Regions from separate parts of the Mus musculus genome. Here region 2 is linked to region 1. A link is a contact called in public Hi-C data. All regions are on one chromosome and are shown on one strand. The core of a region is the stretch at or near the end of the contact, and the rest is flanking DNA. Distances in the headings are between cores, read along the strand shown.

Region 1 (3,675 bases), core at 270-2,769:
ATTTCTCTCTCTCTCTCTCTCTCTCTCTCTCTCTCTCTCTCTCTCTCTCATGTGTGTGTGTGGTGTATGTTCACACATATTTTTAGAGAGACTTTTTTACTGTGTAAAAAAAGTAGGCTGGTCCTAAACTCTGAACGCTGGACACCTCCTCCTCCTCCTCCTCCTCCTCCTCCTCCTCCTCCTCCTCCTCCTCCTCCTCCTCTTCTAGTCTCGGGATACCAAGGAGCTAGAATGGCAAGCACTTACCACTGTCTGTGCCTGGTGTGCCTCATTTTCGGAAGTCTCCAGCAGTCTGGCTGTAGAGGTTGCAGTGGGATCAGGCTTCTTTCCAGTTCCCTCTCTGACCCTTCCCCATTTCTTCCACAGAGCCTGGGGCTCTGGGCTCCTCTTCCTCCTCCCACAGTCTGTCTCCTGTGGTGTTAAATTTCACCCACACTGGGGTCTTTGTTAAACTGACCTTCATTGTATTTCCTCGTAGCTTTGCCTGACCACAGATGCTGGCCAGAGGCAGGAAACAGAGCTGTCCTTCAGAATGGACCCCAGTGGCATCCATGTCCCATGCTGTGATCATTGTACTGAGGTGTGGCTGCAGAGAGCATCCCTGGCTGGCCACCGGTGGGCACTCATATATTCAGATCTACTTCTCTGTGTGCAAGCACAGGTGTGTGTCCCTCTGCATATGTGTTAGTGCCTGGGGAGCTGAGAGTGACACTGAGCATCTTCTTCAACTACTTTCCTCATTAAAACACACACACACACACACACACACACATACACACACACACACTTATTGTTATATATATGGGTGTTTTGCATGCTCGAGTGTCTTTGCATCACATACATTCCTGATGACCCTGAAGGCCAGGAGAGGACATTGGATCTCCAAGAACTAGAATTACAGATGGTTGTGAGCATCCATGTTGGATGCTGGGACTTGGACCCAGGTCCTCTGGATGAGCAGCTGATGCTCAAAACCTTCAGCTCCATCCTCCTTACTTTTTAGAGAGAGGGCCTCTCAGTGAATCTGGAGCTCCATTTTTGACAGACCTTGGGAACAAGCCCCAATGATCCCGCTGCCTCTTCATCCCCAGTCCTGGGATCACAGGCGCAGCACTGCACTTAGCTCTTATGGGGGTGCAGGGGATCGTGCAAGCACTTTACATACTGAGCTGTTTCCCCAGGTCCCTCAAGTCTGCTTTTCTTAAATGAAAAACCAAACAAAACTCGTTGCGCAGTGAGAGATACGAACACTGAGTGGTGTTGAAGGTGAAGGCCAGTCCTGCCCCAGTTGACTTGGTACCCTTGTTACATGCTCTCATTGGCTAACTGAGTTAGGTGGCTGCTATTTCTCCAAGGACTCTAATTTTCAGTGTTCTGTTACCTGCAGTTACAAATACGCTCATATCAGACAATGCAGTTATAAAGCAAGACAGCAAACGCAAAGGATTACTGTGGTTTATTTTTTGTGTCTTTTGAGATGTGATCTTGCTCTGTAGCCTTGAGGAGCCTAGAGCTCACTATGTAAACCAGGCTGGCCTCAAACTCAGAGAGATTTACCGTCTCTGCCTCCCAAGTGCTAAGTTTAAAGGCATGTACCACCATGCCTGGCTTCTGATTCATTTTAATATTTAAAATTTATTATTATTATTATTATTTTTACAGTGTTAAGGGTTCAGCCTAGGGTCCCGAAGGTGGTAGGCATGTACTTTCCTGGGCTACATCTCCTATTCCTACTTGTTTTTTCTTTTTTAATTTTATTTACTTTATTTGGCTTTGTTTGTTTATGCACAAAAAATGGTTTGCCAGCATGTATGCATGTGTATCATGGGCATACGTGGTACCTGTGGAAGTCAGAAGAGGGCGTCAGATCCCCTGGAACTGGAGTTACAGATGGTTGTGAGTAGCCATGTGGGTGCTAGGACTTGAACCCAGGTCCTCTGCAAGAACAGTAAGCACAACTAACTGCTGAGCCATCTTTCTAGCTCTCTACTCTGAGTTTTTTCTTAAATGCAAAATTTATCTTCAGAAGTGACTAGGAAACTTTTAGAAATAGATCCACAATTTTTCCTTTGGATATAATAGATTCTGAACTGATCCAGCATATACACACTATTTATGTTTCAGAATTAGACCCTTTGAGCCCCCCTGGAAAGTGCATATCCTTTATTGGGAAGGGGGGCAAAGAGTCTCTACTGGTGTAGTAGCAGTGGTGTGTGTGTGTGCGTGTGCGTGTGCTTGTGTGTGTGTGTGTGTGTGTGTGTGTGTGTATGTGTATGTGTGTGTGTGTGTGTGTGTGCACCAGCTCGTGTGAGAAGCAGGAATAGAGGGAGAATTCATCTGGATCATGTGCAAGGAACATAGGATTATGATATTATTTCTGCCTAATGAGGAACCTGCAATGCTAACAGAACAATATTATAGTGTAAAATAGGCCTGCCAGAGAAAGAGGGTGATGGGGACACCTGTCAGTCAGTTAACGCGGGCTGAAAGGGCTTATGGGAAACTATTCCGGAGGAGCTGGCATCTGGCCTGTAGATTGGCTAGTCTTATGGTGGTGACAAAGTGCCCCATGTAAAGAACTTGAGGGAAGATTTGCTGATGCTCACAGCTTCGGAGGCGTCAGTCTGTGGCTGCTTGGCTCCATTCTCTTGACAGAGCATCGTGAAGGTGGGAGGGCGGGATGAAAAAGCTTCTTCATGGCAGAAGCTGAGAGATGGGTACAGGAAGGACCAGGTCAAGATACAACACCACAGAGTCACCCACGGCGACCTAATACTCCGGCTGGTAGCAGCCTCTTACTTTTTGTAGCATCTCCAAGCCATGCTTCCAAATTATAAATCCATCAAGGGGTTGGTTAATCCACTGATTAGCTCAGAGCCCTTAGGATCCAGTCACTTGTCCTCATCCGCCTAGTCAGTGAAGGGACACTTCACACTCCATAACAGCATGCACTTGCCCTTTTGGATGGTTGAATGTCTATGAGAGGACACAATAGAGGGCCTGGGTAGAGGGGACAGCAGCTGCCATGACGGGCCATAGGTCCCTATCCCACTGCCCCTTTCTCTTTGCTTTGGACTCCAAGTCCAGGTCTGTCATGCTCACCTCTTCACAGATGAGTAAGGCTCTCAATGCTCCTGAGCTAGGCTGCAGTCCCCTCTGCTTTGAAGGCCACACAAGAGAAGTTGCCATCCGCTGGAAGCAGTGCTGAGAGAGACTCATCTTGCTTGGCATCTTCTCGTAGGACCACAGGACTCTCTTGCAACATCTTTTAAGTACCTCGAAGTTATGTGCCTGGGAGGGAATGTCCAGGGACGGACACTGTGCAGGCCAAGATCTTCCTAACTTTCTGTCTCTCTACAGTTAGTATGAGGAGGGAGGCAAGGGAGGGAGTGCTCCTCTGTAGTCTCACTGGTTGGTAAAATACTTGCAGCAGGTTGAGGGAGTGAAACAGAGACGCCTCCATAACTATCTGTGCTTTGTATACCTGTCTCTGTTCACTCGTTTTTATTTATCTTTACTGTGAGCTGTGTGTGTCTGTCTAGGGAACCTGGGTTAATGTTCCCCAGAGCATTTCCCTTGCTCTCTGACTCCGATAGTCCATGTGCAGTGTTTACTCAAAGGCCACGCTGTGAACCGTTGGGCAATCCTGCTTTCTGTGAGACAACCTTGGTATCT
Region 2 (3,819 bases), core at 10-2,509, 390 kb before region 1:
ACAAAAACAACACCCCAACTCCCATCCTGGCTGACTAGGTCTAGCACCATACCTGAGAGATTCGAGGAAACTTCCTACAGGAGAAGTCAGTAAACCCTAAATCATGGAAGCCAGCAGGAATCGAAGGGTTGTTCTGGATAAAAGGTCTTCCCATGGCATCTCTGGGAAGCTGCTTGTGGACAAGTGCATTGTGGCGCAGCAGTCCTCGATGTGTGCGGAAGGTGACGCAGCAAATGTCACATCTAGGAGAAGAGAGTAACAACCATGAGGAGACGGCTCAGCGTCTCCAATGGTCTGTTAGCTTTATTGCTTCATTTTAGCTGAATAAAATAAAAATAAGGCATAAAGAAGTCACGTTACCAGTGTGCTCCACTCTCCGCTTGGTTTTTAAAAACAAGACTTCTCTGTGTAACAGCCCTGGCTGTTCTTGAATGTACTGACCAGGCTGGCTCTGAACTCTGATTCCCCTAACCCTGCCTCCCCGGTGCTGGGACTAAAGGCGGGCAGCACCATGCCTGGGTCCCTTTTGATTTTTTTTTTTTTAGGATAAATTCTAATAATTCTGGATACCGAATCTTTGCAGGTGGTACAGATGTATGCATGATACCATCATCTAAAGTTTGTGCACAAAGAGAAAGCAGCTGGGATCCTGGAAGTTGCCATAGCAGGAGCCTGTCTCCAAGTTTCTCCTCCTCCTCCTCCTCCTCCTCCTCATCCTCCTCCTCCTCCTCCTCCACCTTCACCACCACCACCACCACCAAGGAAAGAAATGCAACAAGACACAAGATGCCCATGTTGCTGGGCACAGTGGCACATGGCACTTGAGAGATACAAAGGCAAAACCCCGTTTCAGAAACAAACACCACATGCCTAGATGGCAGTAGTCAAACCACACAGCACTCCTGGTATTTAACAGAGATAAACTGATTATAGTTTATTGGTAGAAACTATGTTAAATTCTTGTTTCACTACCACTATTACCTGAAAAATAAGCACACACTGAGCTCACACAAATGCAAAGCCCCTCGTGGGAAGTGGATGAAGGCCAACAGGTGGTGGGCACCATGGTCTTCACTGAGAGTGAAGTCAATGCTGCGGCAATGGTATTGGAAGCATCCCCCAGGCCGAACTCACTACAGTCACTGGGGCTCCTCCTCACAATCCCTCATTCACAGATCTCACTGGTGTGAGGCAGGGCGGGTGTGCATACTTAGATGATGACAGAGTTCCATTTACTTGTGTTACTACATCTCACTGGGATGAACCCTCAAGAGGAGGGGCGTGTTGCCACTGTTTCTACAGAGCAAAGCAACTTGCTCCCCTTTACACTACATACTCACTAATAGAAACTTTGTTGCTCGTTCTTTTCTGGAAAGAATGACAATGAAAATCACTCATGTTGCAACTGAGCTGGGGCTGAAGCGGCCTGTGCAGCCTTGGTCATCACTCCCTAGCAGCAGAGGCACAATGCCCTCCTGCCTCTCCTCTGTTAATCTGGAAACATCCCCTAAACAAGATTTAGACGACCAGGTTCCCATTGGCCACTGGAGACACGAGGCTCTTTTTTGAGGGGAGTCTACTGAGCTTCCAACAGTTCTTACAGAAGTTGGGCTCAGACAACCTTCTCCTGGTGTAGCTCCCACCTTGTGAGTGGGGCATATCCTTGGGGAGACTTTATACTACAGGATCCCTCCCTTGTCAGAATACAAAGAAGGCTGAGGCACAGGTTAAATGGGACAGTGGCACAGATGCTGGCACTTTCGGCCAGGGTCTATTTTTGGCTGGAACAGGTTTGAGGTCTGAGAGCACACTCGTGATGCTGACCTCTGAGGCTGAGGAGATCAGGCCTCTGTCTGGAGACAGGACTCTTGCTTTTAGACTTTCTACGTTCAAGTTAATAGAACATGGTTACCAGCCCACCTCCTTACAATATTCTGGTTTAAAAAGATGAGAAATATCAGAATTACATAAACTGACCTCTGACTAGATATTAAGAAATTGATGTTAAGTTTTCTGCATATGCTAAATGTTCCTTAACACATGTATAAGAATGGGTGAAATGTCCTTTACCTCAACTACCGAGGTGATATTTTATCACTTCAAGTTTCAACAATGAAGGTCTCCAGCCACCGTTGAGTGTGCAGTGGGGTCTCAGCTGACAGAAGCTAACCTCTTTGGGTTTGGGACATGTAATAAGAAGGGGCTCCCTTTCATGTTTTTTTCTGCCTGCACACGTATGAGACGATGAGAACTTCTGGAAGGGTGGGGAGGGTTTGGGAATGGAGGGAAGTATTAAACCCAGGGCTCAGACTGTCCCACGGCTGCTGTCTCTAGAAACCAGAGCTAAGTTAAGGGACGAAGAAGACCTTTCCTGAAAGGTAAGATCAATGGCAGGTAGCAGGAGACCTCTCGCTGGTGTCTCCTGTAGGCACTGCCACTTGCCTGTCACTAACACCACTCTTTCATTTTACAGATCTTTCTCTTTCTTAAGAGTCCCAAGTATGTCATCTTGGGTGGCTTAGAAGTCTCTCTGTAGATCATTCTGCTCTCAAACTTGCAGGGATCCACTTCCTCTGTCTTCTAAGTACTGGATTTGTTTGTTTGTTTTTGGTTTTTCGAGACAGGGTTTCTCTGTATAGCTCTGGCTGTCCTGGAACTCAGAAATCCGCCTGCTTCTGCTTCCTGAGTGCTGGGATTAAAGGCATGTGCCACCACACCTGGCTGTTTGTTTTAAAAGGATCCCTGAGACACCAAGTTGCTGAGACAACAGGCACCGTCTGAAAATGTTTAGAGCAGCAGTTCTCAACCTGAGGGACCTGAGGACCCCTTTGGGAATCAAATATCAGCTATCCTGCAAATCAGATATTTACATTACAATTCCCAAGTTACAACAAGATAATTGTATGGTTGGAAGTCACCACAGCATGAGGAACTGCATTAAAGGGTCGCAGCATTAGGAAGGCTGAGAATCACTGGTTTAGCATAGCTAGCAAGTAGCTTGACATGGCAGATTAAAAAACAAACAAACAAACAAACCCATCCTCCACACAGCCCCCAAACGTAACCCTCCAAATAAACAAACCCCCACTGTATTCCACAAATGCGATACTCCCAATAAACCAAAGCTCCAGCCACCTAAACAAAACACACCCTCCTAAATAAATAAACTGGAGCTGAAAGCCTTATCTGCCTTGAAACCATGCATGCATTGTGAGGCTGGGTAAAGGGATGCTCTCAGAATCTCCGGCTGCTTTGCCTCACACTCTGCACCTGTGGATAGACCTTAAATAAAATAAAGCTGAGGAGGAGAACCATCAGTAAGTCGGCCCTTTATCAGGGATGAGGGCTTTGCAACCTTGTTTCCAAGTGCTTGAAGGACAAGGGAGGTCGCTGTAACTGTGGAGTCTGTGGCAGCAGGCAGAGCCTGCACCAGGAGCTATTCTCAGGGTACCCATAGACCTGGCTCCAGTTGGTCACTCTTCATTAAGGTTACAGCCATTGGCTGGGTGGTCCCCAGGACTCTGTCATCCTCAACCGGGTTTGTGGGGACATCTCAGCCCTACCAGGAGAATGATTGCAAAATTCTGAGAAGACGCAGACACACTCAAGAGTCACAGCACAGAGGGGGAGCTGAAGGGTTTTCATTTTGTAACAGATCCTGATGACCTGCCAGAGAGAACTGTTACACACCAGACTGGCTGTCTTCTGATTTCCTGGCAACAGAAAAGGCCCTATGTTGGAAACCAACATTGCTGTCAATAAAATAAATGTATTTGGGGAAAGTGAATCTTTCTTGTGAAACTCAAGGAAACTATACGA

The links. Hi-C and Micro-C count contacts between places; a contact is called where the count stands out from the background.
Region 2: a contact with region 1 is called in a Hi-C map of adipose-derived mesenchymal stem cells, with 2.5 times the contacts expected there. The contact joins the enhancer-like site here to the promoter of Lncbate6 in region 1. A contact is called at or near these places in 1 of 15 datasets of contacts at CTCF or cohesin (stem cell-derived epiblast-like cells), 9 of 484 Hi-C or Micro-C datasets (the 63-12 cell line, adipose-derived mesenchymal stem cells, bone marrow-derived macrophages and 6 more) and 2 of 115 datasets of contacts at active chromatin or transcription factors (large pre-B cells and regulatory T cells).

What each region holds. Positions count from the first base shown.
Region 1 is chr13:37,537,980-37,541,654 of GRCm38.p6, reverse strand. It overlaps Lncbate6 (a long non-coding RNA gene), which reads right to left and starts at 1,519. Exons shown (of 3, transcript XR_382205.2): 1 at 247-1,519.
Region 2 is chr13:37,924,546-37,928,364 of GRCm38.p6, reverse strand. Rreb1 (ras responsive element binding protein 1) reads right to left here. Exons shown (of 12, transcript NM_001177869.1): 8 at 53-242. Among named protein-coding and RNA genes, the nearest start is that of Rreb1, 38 kb to the right of the region's middle. Within about 2 kb of position 1,259, at least 9 of the 459 cell types and tissues checked have an H3K27ac peak or open chromatin away from gene starts, as enhancers often do. A contact at or near this core is called in adipose-derived mesenchymal stem cells, where this site is marked.